Regions from separate parts of the Mus musculus genome. Here all the other regions are linked to region 1. Evidence: chromatin contacts called from public Hi-C and promoter capture Hi-C data. All regions are on one chromosome and are shown on one strand. Each heading gives the region's core, a stretch centred on a gene start, on an enhancer-like site or on the middle of the called end of the contact. The rest is flanking DNA. Distances are from core to core; before and after follow the strand shown. Region 1 holds the start of Lsm2 (LSM2 homolog, U6 small nuclear RNA and mRNA degradation associated). Region 2 has its middle 19 kb from the start of H2-Q1. Region 3 holds the start of Agpat1 (1-acylglycerol-3-phosphate O-acyltransferase 1 (lysophosphatidic acid acyltransferase, alpha)).

Region 1 (3,946 bases), core at 681-3,180:
CAGTGACAGCTTGTTTTCGATTCAAATCTTAAGGATTCTGCTGAACTTGGGAACAAATCCTGCTTGGTACCATGCTGGATCCAGCTCTGAACACAGTGATGTGCACCGGTAATGCCAGCACTGGGGGAGTGGGTAGGTAGGGCAGACAGAAGAAGCATCTTAGGGTCTTGCTGGCAAGTCAGTCTAGCTGAATGAACCTGTCAGCTCCAGGATCTATGGTAGATCCTATCTCAGAAAATGAGAGAAATGACTAAGTGGTTAAGAACACGTGTTGCTCTTCCACAGGACCAGGGTTTGATTCCCAGCACCTATGTGGTGGCTAACAACTGTAACTCTAGAGGATCCAACACTCTCTTCTAGTGTCTGGGAGCACTGCCCATGTGTACACAGATGGACATGCAAGGAAAAACGCTCACACATATACAATTTTAAAATATTAAATAAGGTGGAAAGAACAGGCAGTATCTATCTCTGGCCTACACAGTCATGCATGCTCCAGCCCTCACTCCCACCCCCAGGAAACCCTGGCTACAATCTATTTAGATTATTACACTAGAGAATTCCACCCTGCAATCAGCAGGTTTAGACTCTCAGAATTTTCACCTGTGTCCCGTGACTGCCTTGCACCTACAGCCAGCCTCAAGAAGAGAAGACAGAATAGAAAGTGTTTCCCTATTTATCCAGACATGATATCCACAGAAGATACAACCTAGCAACTTCCCACTTAATGTAATTATTTAAAAAAAAAAAAACAATAGGGCTGGAGAGATGGCTCAGCAGTTAAGAGCACTGACTGCTCTTCCAGAGGTCCTAAGTTCAATTTCCAGCAAGCACAGAGTGGCTCACAATCATCTGTAGTGGGATCTGATGCCCTCTTCTGGATGTCTGAAGAAAGCCACAGCATACTTACATAAAACAAGTCAATCGAAATAACAACAAAGCCCTTTCATCTCAGACCATCTCTTTCTTCTCTGGAACTTGCCTACTGAGGCTTTTCTAGTTTTTTGTTTTTTTTTTAAATCAGTCAGCTCTTGTGAACTCCTTCACAACCAGCATGTTACAAGCCTGGTAATGCTGTTCCCAGAACATCCAAAGTAGTATCTGTCGGTGATCTAGTTGAAAATATTTCAGTAATGCAGGGATGGATCAGCAGTTACAAGCATCTGTTGCTCTTCCAGAACACCCAGATTTGATTGCCAGCACCCACAAGGAGGCTCACCATTGTAACTCCAGGCCCAGGGCATTTGAAGCCCTCTCTTCTACCAGGAACTCATGTAGTACAGACATAACATACAGGCAAAAACTGTCAAACACACACAAAAAAAGCTAAGATAAAGTAAAATATTTCTGTCACTGAGTTCCAGTCAGTTTAGTCCTTTACAGACGAGTCCTATGCCAAATTATATATATATATATAACATTAGAGCTGGGATGTTGTTCATTTGCTTTGCTTAGAATGTGTCCGCTCTGGGTCAACTTTGCACCCCAAAAGACTGAAATTGAGAGAAACTTACTTACTGGGAACCTTTGATAAGAATCAGGATTTGTGTTCCGGTTTCTCTCTCACACTCACACACACCATAACCAGTGTGTATTGGTGTATATTTTATTCTCTGACACAGGGTCTTGCTATAATAGCTTTAGTTGACCTCTAAACCAGAATCCTCCCGTCTCAACTCCAGGATTCCAGTTGGGCACGAACGCTGTCCAGCTCTTAGCAACATTTTAAATTTTACTAAAGAATACGCAAGTCATAATTTTCTCAATCTTCCCAATAATTCCCCATAGAAAACGTAGACTACGAGCTAATCACGCGGCAGAGAGAAAAGTCTCAACAACCATCAGAAAAAGAGACGAACTACGTCCAACGCGCAGCTGCCACGGCCCACGCATGCGCTTGTGAGAAAGCGGCTGCTCGGGAGGAAGTGGGGGGGACAGGAAGTTCCGCCCCTCTACCGGTTTGGCGGTCCTCTCGGCTCTGCCCTACCCCGCTCCCTTTGAGCCTGAATTCAGCCGAGGTTTTCGCGGCTCCCCGTGCGCCTGCGTGATCCAGTCTTGCTTCACGCGCGGGCTCGCGCTCCGGCTCCCGCCCTGCCTCCGGCTCGCAGTCCCCGGCGCCTTCCTTCGCGGTCCAGGCCGCCCCGCGTGGCGCCAGCACCATGGTGGGTACCGTGACGTCAAAAGGGAGCGCCGCCGCTCGCGGCGGGCGGTTCGAACCGTGCGGGCGTGGGTGCGGGCACTCGTGTCGGTCGCTTGGGGCGGCAGCCAGGCCCCAGGGTTTTCCGTACAGCCTTACTGCCCACACCCCAGTGTGAGGAGGCTGCTCGGAGCCGATGGTGTTTTGGGGGAAACCTTTAGCAAGTCCAAGAGAAAGCCCACGGGCGCCGGGGGAGAACGGGAAGCGAGCCTTGCACTTCTGTGCTGTTGACGAGGACTTTGTGAGGGTGCGGTTGGGAAGCGGTCTCAGCTGGGAGGTGGTCGACTCAGAGAGTGGGTTCTAGCGTCGAGGGGTGCAACGCAGGTCCTGTCACTCCGTGGCTCCGTGAACTGCAGAGTCCCGTTTAACGGATTGTTGTTGGTTATGAAGTTTTGAGAACTACTAGGAGGGGCTACAAAGACTAGTATTTCAAAATACTGTCACGGGCTCCTCCTCCCCGTCCCTTTTCATGTGATAGTTCCTCCCTCTTTTCCAATAGCTCTTCTACTCCTTTTTCAAGTCTCTTGTGGGCAAGGATGTAGTCGTGGAACTCAAGAATGACCTGAGGTAGGTCCTTATTTTAGCGAGTTGGTGGAAGGTGGGGGTGCCGGGTGTCCTGATCCTTTTTGTCGTTGTTGTTGACAAAGTTACTTCAGAGTAGGTAGGCAAAACACAGAAGAAATACCTTTCGTCTTAAGTGTAAAAGATTAGTTTAAGAGTGAGCCTGGTATTGTGACACATGCTTGTAATCCCAACACTGAACGCAGAGGTGTGAGTTCAAGGACAGCTTGGTCTACATATGTCCAGGGCCATCCGGAGTTACACAGTGAGATACAGTTAAGTAACATGTATGTGTAGTCCTGGCTGTCCTGGAACACACAGATCCACATGCCTCTGTCTCCTGAGTGCTAGGATTTGCCTGGCTGTATCATTTGCTCTTAACGATTCAGGAGTTGGGGTAAATGCTTAAATGCTGTACCACTGGAAATATGTTTATGGGTTCTTGTCACATCCGTTAAGGTCTACTTGGTTCCTAATAGTGCTTCGAAAATTATAGTTTCATTGAAGCCGGGTTTTGTTTGCTTTTGTTTTCTTTCATGTACTGGGCATGCTCAACAAGTGAACTTCATATGCAGCCCTCATGTTTCTCTTTAAAATAACTTTTTTTTTTTTTTCCAGACAGGGTTTTTCTGTATAGCCCTGGCTGTCTTGGAACTCACTCTGTAGACCAGGCTGGCCTCGAACTCAGAAATCCGCCTGCCTCTGTCTCCCGAGTGCTGGGATTAAAGGCGTGTGCCACCACCGCCCAGCAAAATAACTTTATTTGTAGACTCTTGAAACCTTTGAACACACATCAGTGGTTGACCAGCAGGATGGTTCTGACCAGTGTGGCCAAGTTAGAAGCTGGCCCAGACTGAGGTGCAGACTAAGACCTTTCATAGTCTAAAAGTCAAATCACACGAATGGTCTACAGAGCTGTGGGGATTCATAGGATGTAGAGAGTGAGGAAGTAAAACTCAGGATCTGAGGTGGTTAAAGTTGGTTACACAGAGGGTAAATATAATATAAGGTGGGGCATGTAAGGTGGTATGGGAGCACTGGCCTTGATAACCTTGCTTAGGGGCTAGAGGGCTGGAGAACTGAGAAGACTTGACTTGTATCTTCATTATTAAAGATAAGTTGGGGGGGATAACATTTGAAATGTAAATAAAGAAAATATCCAATTTTTTAAAAAAGAAGAAGAAGCCG
Region 2 (3,865 bases), core at 779-3,278, 320 kb after region 1:
CAGAGCTTCAGAGATGCCCTCTTGAGAGAACACATGATGTTTGGATAGGGTATAAATATCACCCAATAGACCACAGACGACACTGTGCGGCATTGGTTCACCTTGCCACGCTTTGCTGGTCTTCGTTCTTCCCAGACAACGCTGTGGCATTGGTTAGCCTTGCCTTCTTTGCTGATCGTTTCTCAGGACTTTGTAGAGAGAAACTAACCAAAGAACTTCTGGTGATGTTCTGGCATCTTCTTCCTGCTTCTGCAGACTCAGGCTGATCGGTGCAATCTCAAAGTTTCTTCTGGATTGAACTGGTATCGCTGATTCATGTGCACTCACCTGCTGATATCCTGACAATGCAGACTGGACTCTCCATAAGAACTCTTTCTAAACAGGTCCACACGCTCCTTTGCCCTTTCTATTTCCTCTGGTGGGTGGTGAGCTAGAAGAGAGGTTAAAACACTTAAGTAAGCTTATTAAAGTAGGTTTGGGAAAATATAAACCTACACAGGGCATCTGGAATGTTCCATGCCTGGGTTATGTTAGCAATGCTGCTTTGGTGCTGGAGGACATCAGACGTTTTTGTAGACTGAGCACTGTGGGGACGGATTGGGAAGCTCCTTCTCTGGGACTCTGTGCCCCTGAGGAAGCCAGGGCTTCTCCTGTTCACACCTTCTCTGCAGGGGAGTTAGGAGGCTCAGGCCTGACTGAGGCCCTGTGCTGCAGAGAAAAGAATCTCAGAGAGCCAAGGCATAAAAATAAAAATGGTGTCACTTCCGAATAAAATTATGGAGCTGCAGAGATTGTTCCGAGGTGAAGAATGCTCACTGCTGTTCCAGAGGACCTGGGTTCAGTTCCAGTTCTCATCCACTTGTAACTCAGCCTTAGATGGGTAGGGTGCCCTCTTCTGGCGGCCTGGGGAACTCCATGCTTGTGGGGCACAGACATACATGTGTGGGAAGCCACATGTGCCGTTGCTGAGTGGCACTGACTACTGCTGGCCACCACGCATAAAATTGGACAAACAACCAATGTGTACATATGCAGTAAAGTTTTTTGCAAAGACACTGCCTGGCCCAGGCATGATAATGAGGTTCTGTAAGGTACTGAGAGTATAACCAATTAGATGTGAGACATGCAAATGAGGTATGATAATGAGGTTCTGTAAGGTACTGAGAGAGAGTAACCAATCAGATGTGAGACATGCAAATGAGTTATGATAATGAGGCTCTGTGAGGTACTGAGAGAGAGTAGCCAATCAGATGAGGAACATGCAAATGAGGCATAGTGCATAACCAATCCGGGTGTGAGACACGCCTCTCCTAGGCCTATAAAAGCAGCACCAGTTCTGGGCTCGAGGTCTTTTCGCCTCTACAATCAAGCTCTCCCAATAAACGTGTGCAGAAGGATCCTGTTGCAGCGTCGTTCTTCCTGGCCAGTTGAGCGCGCGCAAGATACATGGAGGCAAAACACCCATATAAATAAAAATATTTTTTAAAAGAATGAAAAATAAATGAAGGGAAATAAGATTTCTGTAAAGAAAGAGATACCTGAACAGTATTGGGGGTCACTACAGCGCATAGGAACACCTCCAAACCTAGATCAGCACTCTAGGGACCCTTGCAGTAGGCGTGTACATCTAATGATGTGTACACAATGATCTTAGGGAATCAGCCAGGGAAGGGTGATTCCTTCTACAGAGTGGCCCCTGATGCTACTGGTCTATGGAGCCTGTGTGTTCGTTCATTTATGCTGTTTGTGCTGTATGCCTTGTTGTAGCTCAGGTGGACCTTGAATTCTTTATTTTATTTTAAAAATTTATTATGTACACAGTGTTCTGCCTGCATATGTCTATAGCCACCAAAAGAGGGCGCCAGATCTCATTATAGATGGTTGTGAGCCACCACGTGATTTCTGAGAAATCAACTCAGGGCCTTTGGAAGAGCAGTTAATGCTCTCAACCTCTGAGTCATCTCTCCAGTCCTGACCTTTCCCACCTACAACTTGATCCTCATGCCTCACCTCAGCATGCCATGGTGTGTGTGTGTCTATGTCACTGTGACTGGAGAGTTGGTGCTGAGTCACAATCTAGAGAGGAGCCGAGGTGTAATCTCGCTCAGAAGTTGTGTTTCAGTCCGAAGATCATAAGGACCCGTGAAAACCACAAACCAGAGGATTTGGGGCTGAAAGGAAAATCCCTGGCTGCTTCGGTATGAAGAGGGCATAGGCGACCACAACTCCCTACCTTTCCCAGCATTCAAAGCTCACAGCCACTTAGGTGATCAGGAACTGGAGCCGCTCCTATTCCTGTGTCCTGCTGCCCCCTGGCGGCCGTGCTCCGCATCGCAGCTCCCAAGAATCTTGGAGATGGACTGGGCTCTATGTCAAATGTCCCTCCAGACTGCAGACTGCAGAGTTCAGGAACTGCTGGCCAGCTTCACAAGCCCGCGAAGCTGTCCAGCTCACACTGAGGAAGGGCCACACTAAGAAACCGGGTATCCCCTGCACAGCCCGCCACAGCAGAGCATTAGTTGTTTTTCCTTTTGTGGTTGCTGTTGCCCAGGATTTACCCCAGGGCTTCCTGCCTGTTGACCGTGTCCTCACTGAACTACACACCGGCTGAGCTTGATGTGACCACACAAAGAAAGGGTCCTGGGTTTCTCTGGGAATGCCTTCAATCCCAAAACTCAGGAGAGCAGATCTCTGCATTCTTCAACCACATAGCAAGTTCCAGAACACCCGGGGCTATAAGGTAAAACCAGAAGCCTGGGATCCCCAGGTCTGACACCTAGAAGGGGGTGGTGGAGTAGGTGGGAAAGTTGTAACAAGTGAGAAAGGAGCATGGATGCCTGGGACGGGGTCTGGGTGGACTTAGGCCCCCAGCCAAGGCCCTGGGAAGTGAATGGGGTAAAGGAAATAACCTCAAATTACTCTTTTTTTCCCTTGACAGCATCTTTCACCTGGAATTTCCCCCACGCTGTAGATGGGACCTAGGGACGGCTTCCTGCCACCGAGCTGTGTCCCAGCCTTTACTTTTAAGACGTGGTCCAGGCTGGCCTTGAACTTACTCTGTAACTGAAGCAGGTTTTCCATCCAGTGCTTCTGGTCCCTAATTAGCCAGGGTTACAGGTCTGCAAACCAGCCTAGCTTTTGTTCAAGACTTGGTCAAGGTTGCCAGGCTGTGGAGACACACACCTTCAGTCCCAGCACTTAGGAGGTAGAGGCAGGTGGGTCTCTAAGTTCGAGTCCAGCCTGGTCTACAGAGTTCCAAGACAACAAAGGCTGCACAGAGAAACCCTGTCTCAAAAACCAAACAACTTGGTCAAGCATGTACCTTCACTCTAGGACTTGTGGGTCATGACCCCTTTGGGGGTCAAACAACTCTTTCACAGGGGTTGCTTAAGGCCATCAGAAAACAGTAGCAAAATTACAGTTATGAAGTAACACTGAAAATAACTTTAAGGTTGGGGTTAGTACCAGGAATTAAAGGGTCGCAGTATTAGGAATATTGAGAAACACTGCTCTGGTCTGCAAACTCCTTACAGAGGTGGGGCAGAGGGCAGCAGGAAGTGTCTGGGTCACATGAAAATGACAGGATCTGTTTTGAAGCCAGGTCCACCCCTGCCTCGATCATGGCTGCAGGTGTTACAGGCCCTCCATCCTCAAAGGAGCTGTGACAGCCACTTAGAGGCTGACACAGACAACCTCAGAGTCTGTGTTGATTATTCCCATGGTAGCCCTCAGGACAGCACCCAAAGCTACCACATTCCCAGGCCTTGCAGCAAGTGTAACCCTCCTGGAGAGCTACAAACAGTCCCCTCCTGAGAAACTATGCCACCCATCAGCCAGAAGCAGCAACAGAAATCGGGGTACTATC
Region 3 (3,800 bases), core at 513-3,012, 380 kb before region 1:
CCCTTCACTCGCTCTCTCTCGTCACCATGGCAACCCCTCCGCTATTGGCGGGGCCTTAGGTTCAAAGGCCTCGACTCGGCCTTATCCGGGTCTTTCCGCCCGGACTCTCTCCGCTTGATTGGGCGGTTTACTCCGCCGCTGATTGGCCGAGATCTGGAGAGACGGTGCAGAGCTAAGGGGGGAGGGGGAAGGGCAGAAGTACCAGGGTCGCAGGGTTCAAGATGGCTCCGGCCTCCTTGGGTGACGTAGAGGGAAGACCTTGGGTCCGCCCCTCCCTCTCGGAGAAGCGGGGAGCAGAGCTGGGGTTAGCCCGACGCGTGGATGGTGCGGCCGTCGGTCTGTGGCGCCGGTGTTAACCCCACTCTCTCGGTTGGACGACTTAGCCTCTCTAGGTGATTCTCACAGCAGGACCGAGCCAAAGGCCCACCGTTGTAATGTGACACAGCAGACCACAGTGGACCCCCACTCCGTCCTAAACCTTACAAGCAGAAAAGGACTGGTTCCACCCTCTTGGGAGTGGGCGCCCAAAGGACAGAGGCCGACCCCTAGGTGACCCGCCGTAGAATGGGGTAGATCCGCCCCTTCCTTGTAGTTTGCCCTGCATAGATTTGGATCTTTTTCCTGGCTGGACGGCTGGCAGCTAGGGCCTTTCCAGCACTCAGTGACCCTCACTATGGCCCAAGGCCCAGAATTAGGTAACAGTCCTCGCATTCGCAAGGGCTCTTCACCAAGCCATGTAAATCACCCAGGGCAAAGGTGTCCATGGGCGGGAGACGAGAACACGCTAGCTAAGGATTATTCAATACCTTGATAAAGGACCTGTGTGACTGAGGAATAAAGAAAGGTGAGAAGCTGGGACTCTCTATAGGAGGAGGTACGGAGAAGCGAGGATCTGGAGTATTGAAGAGGTTTAGATGCAGAATAGGCGAATAGGAGGTAGGAACGATGGACTCGTCCAGAGTGTGAAGAGGGAAGTAGGGTTTGGCCAGTTAGATACGCGGCACATCCCACCATTTTATCACCCTTAGGAAGCAGTGTTTTATTGCTCGAATTCCATCGAAAGGACTTAGCTTCTTACAGGTCTCAGCTATAGCCTCAAACTCGGATACTCTTGCCCGAGGCTCTCATGTACTGCTGTTAACAAGCATACACCACCAAAAGCCAGCGGCCAGATCGTGTGTGTGTGTGTGGGGGGGGGGGGAGTGGTTGGCTCAGATTGGGTGAATGAAGAACTAGGAAAGTACTAAGTAGGAAAACAAGGTTGAAAGGGAGAGAAGGTCAGAGGGCTCCTTTATCTTTAAAGACTAAAGGTGGGTGGAGGAGATGGAGACCCGGGACAAAGGGCAAGTGGACAGAAAGCTGGAGAGCTATTCAGGGAAAGCCCGAGGCCTGAGCAGAAAAAGGTGAGCCTACTGCTTGAATTCAGAAGGTACTTCATAAACGTTTGTGATTGAATGGGAGACAGGAAAGGCAGGAGGAAGTGTTTGGGGATCCTAGAGTTACATAGCGCTGGGGTTCAAAGAAAGGCAACGGGTTCAGAGAGCGTGCGAGCGAAGCTAGACGGGGCAGAGGAATAGAGCAGCGAGGGAGCCGGGGTCACCGGTGCTGAAACCGGTGGCCCGAGCGATGAGGCTGACCGAGGCCGCGAGCGCCACTGAGCTCCCTGGGGCGGGGCCAGCGAGAGGCCCGGCAGGCATGGGGAGGAGATGCGGGTCTCTGAAGAGGCGATTGGCGAGGCCCGCTGCCCATCATAGACCCCCACTTCCTGGCCAGCCCCGGAAGTCAGCAGGCGCTGGGAGGGGTGGGGGAGATAGCGGCGGCAGTAGCCCCGACCCTCAGAGAGCCGGCAGGGAGGGAGGGAGGGTGTCGGGGGTACTGCCCCCCACCATTCCTACCGATATGGGCCCAGCTTCCCACTCCCACCACCCCTCCATCGGCCGGGGCTAGGACATCCCCAAATCCTGTCGCCCCCTTGGCACCGACACCGAGACAGAGATACAGCCAGCCGCCACCACCGTTGCCGCAGCCTGGCTGGGGAGGGGGCCCGTCCCCCAGGCTCCCCGCCCCATTGAGGTGTGGGCGGGAAGGGGGTGGGAGGCTGTGGGAGGAGGGGGCCGAGAGGCACGGGGATGGGGAGAGATGGGGCCGGGAGGGCCGGCTGGGGACAGGGTTGCTGGGGAGAGGGGCCTGAGCGGAAGAATGGGAGCGACGAAGGCTGGGAACAGGCTCCGAGGTTGGGGGCCTTGCTCAGAGTGCAGAGGCGGGCGAGAGGAGGGATGGGAACTCGGAATTTGGGACGGGGGTGTGGACAAGGGGACGAGTCTTGAAAAGGGGATTCCCTTCGGGTTTCCCAGCCCTTCTGCTGCTTTTTGGCCCCACATGACTTCTGGGTGGCGGTGAGAAGGCCAGGACTGCTTCCTAGGAATTGCTGTCAGGCACCCGCTAACCTCTCACACGGAAGCAGCACTGATCTGGAAGCGGCCTTCCACCCAGAGCCCCTCACTAGCACACGAGTGGCCTGTGGGAGGTCCGGCGCCTTGGATAGGATGCCCGGCTTCTGTGCAGCCCTGTGCTGTGCTTTCCATGGGCTGTAGAGAATGACGTTTAAAACCCCATCAGAATGGCTATCCGCTTTCACGCCCATTGCCCCAAGTTCAGTTTGTGACACGCTCCAGGGTCAAATCTGTGTGAGGACTTGGTATGTTTCACCTGTTGGGTGTTTCCGTGCGGCCTACCTGCCCTGGGGCTTCCCGTTTGCCTTAGCTTGGTCCCTCAGCCTCACAGGTGTTCAGTTCCAGAGGGTGCAGGGTTCTTCTGCCTGTGGGGTTCAGTGGTTCAGCCCTGTGACCACAGTAACCTGTTTAGTAGGTGTGGCTCTCACCAAAGATCTGCATGGTGTGACGACACATCGATGTGGCACAACGGTGGCATGTACTGGTTGCACCTGCCATTTATTTTGTAAATTCGTTGTCGGTGTGATTGATTGATTGTATGCTCATTAACCCATTTGCCATTCCAATGTGTTTATGGATCTTCAAACATTTCTGTCTAAAGACAATGCCTTCTTCAAACCAAGTGTTACACAAGTATTGTTAATTCTGCAAAGTATTTTTTGTTTTGTCTTGAGACAGAGTCTCAACGTAGTCCTTCCTGGCTAGCCTCAAGCTTGCCTGTCTTTGCCTTCTGAGTGCTGGTATGAAAAGTGTATGCCACCATGTCCAGCTAAGGATTCTTTTTCTTTTCTTCTTTTTTATCCCCCACCCCGGGGGCCTTGGCAGTTTCACATACCTTATGCTGGCCTCAGCTTGACATTTAGCCAAGGCTAGCCTGGTATTCCTTACATGCATGTGACACAACACCCATGTTCCAAAGAACCGTTCTTCCTTGGCTGACCACCTGACCTGTCTCTTCACATCTGTTTCTCTCCGTGGGCTGTATTTATATTCTGAGTCACATCTAATGCAAGTCTGTCCTGTGGCAAGCCTACAGTGCCCGTGTATATGGATGGACCACTCTCTGTGCCCCACTCTTTGCAGGGTTGGCACGTTTGATGACAAGTGTGGTGGCATGTTGGTTCCGTGGTGCATGCTGTGTGAGATGGCATCTTCGCGATGTGGCTTCCGTCACTGTGGCTTCCCTGTGGCCCTGTATATTTACAGTGGGTTGCTCTAAGTCTTCTTGCTGTCGTCAGTATTTGGGGCGGGGGAGGTGACCTTTTCTAGTTACTATACCTAAAGAAGGTAGCCATCGATGACGCTGAGAACACTTGCCCAGCACAGAAAATCTCGGCACTGCAGAAG

What was found. Promoter capture Hi-C pulls out the DNA fragments that hold promoters and counts their contacts. A called contact is a pair of places that touch in the nucleus more often than the background predicts.
Region 2: a contact with region 1 is called in a Hi-C map of B cells, with 7 read pairs. The contact joins the enhancer-like site here to the promoter of Lsm2 in region 1. A contact is called at or near these places in 1 of 39 promoter capture datasets (pre-B cells), 2 of 484 Hi-C or Micro-C datasets (B cells and pro-B cells), 1 of 115 datasets of contacts at active chromatin or transcription factors (bone marrow-derived macrophages) and 2 of 9 other capture datasets (liver and pancreatic islet).
Region 3: a promoter capture Hi-C map of embryonic stem cells shows a contact between it and region 1. The contact joins the promoter of Agpat1 here to the promoter of Lsm2 in region 1. A contact is called at or near these places in 9 of 39 promoter capture datasets (the 3T3-L1 cell line, the C10 cell line, the HPC-7 cell line and 6 more), 1 of 484 Hi-C or Micro-C datasets (rod photoreceptor), 5 of 115 datasets of contacts at active chromatin or transcription factors (the SCID.adh cell line, embryonic stem cells, extraembryonic endoderm stem cells and 2 more) and 2 of 9 other capture datasets (liver and pancreatic islet).

What each region holds. Positions count from the first base shown.
Region 1 is chr17:34,979,924-34,983,869 of GRCm38.p6, forward strand. Lsm2 (LSM2 homolog, U6 small nuclear RNA and mRNA degradation associated) reads left to right here and starts at 1,931. Exons shown (of 5, transcript NM_001110101.2): 1 at 1,931-2,162; 2 at 2,697-2,764. The coding sequence starts at 2,160.
Region 2 is chr17:35,299,858-35,303,722 of GRCm38.p6, forward strand. No RefSeq gene overlaps it. Among named protein-coding and RNA genes, the nearest start is that of H2-Q1, 19 kb to the right of the region's middle. Within about 2 kb of position 2,029, at least 127 of the 459 cell types and tissues checked have an H3K27ac peak or open chromatin away from gene starts, as enhancers often do. A contact at or near this core is called in B cells, bone marrow-derived macrophages, pre-B cells and 1 more, where this site is marked.
Region 3 is chr17:34,604,099-34,607,898 of GRCm38.p6, forward strand. Agpat1 (1-acylglycerol-3-phosphate O-acyltransferase 1 (lysophosphatidic acid acyltransferase, alpha)) reads left to right here and starts at 1,763. Exons shown (of 7, transcript NM_001163379.1): 1 at 1,763-2,073.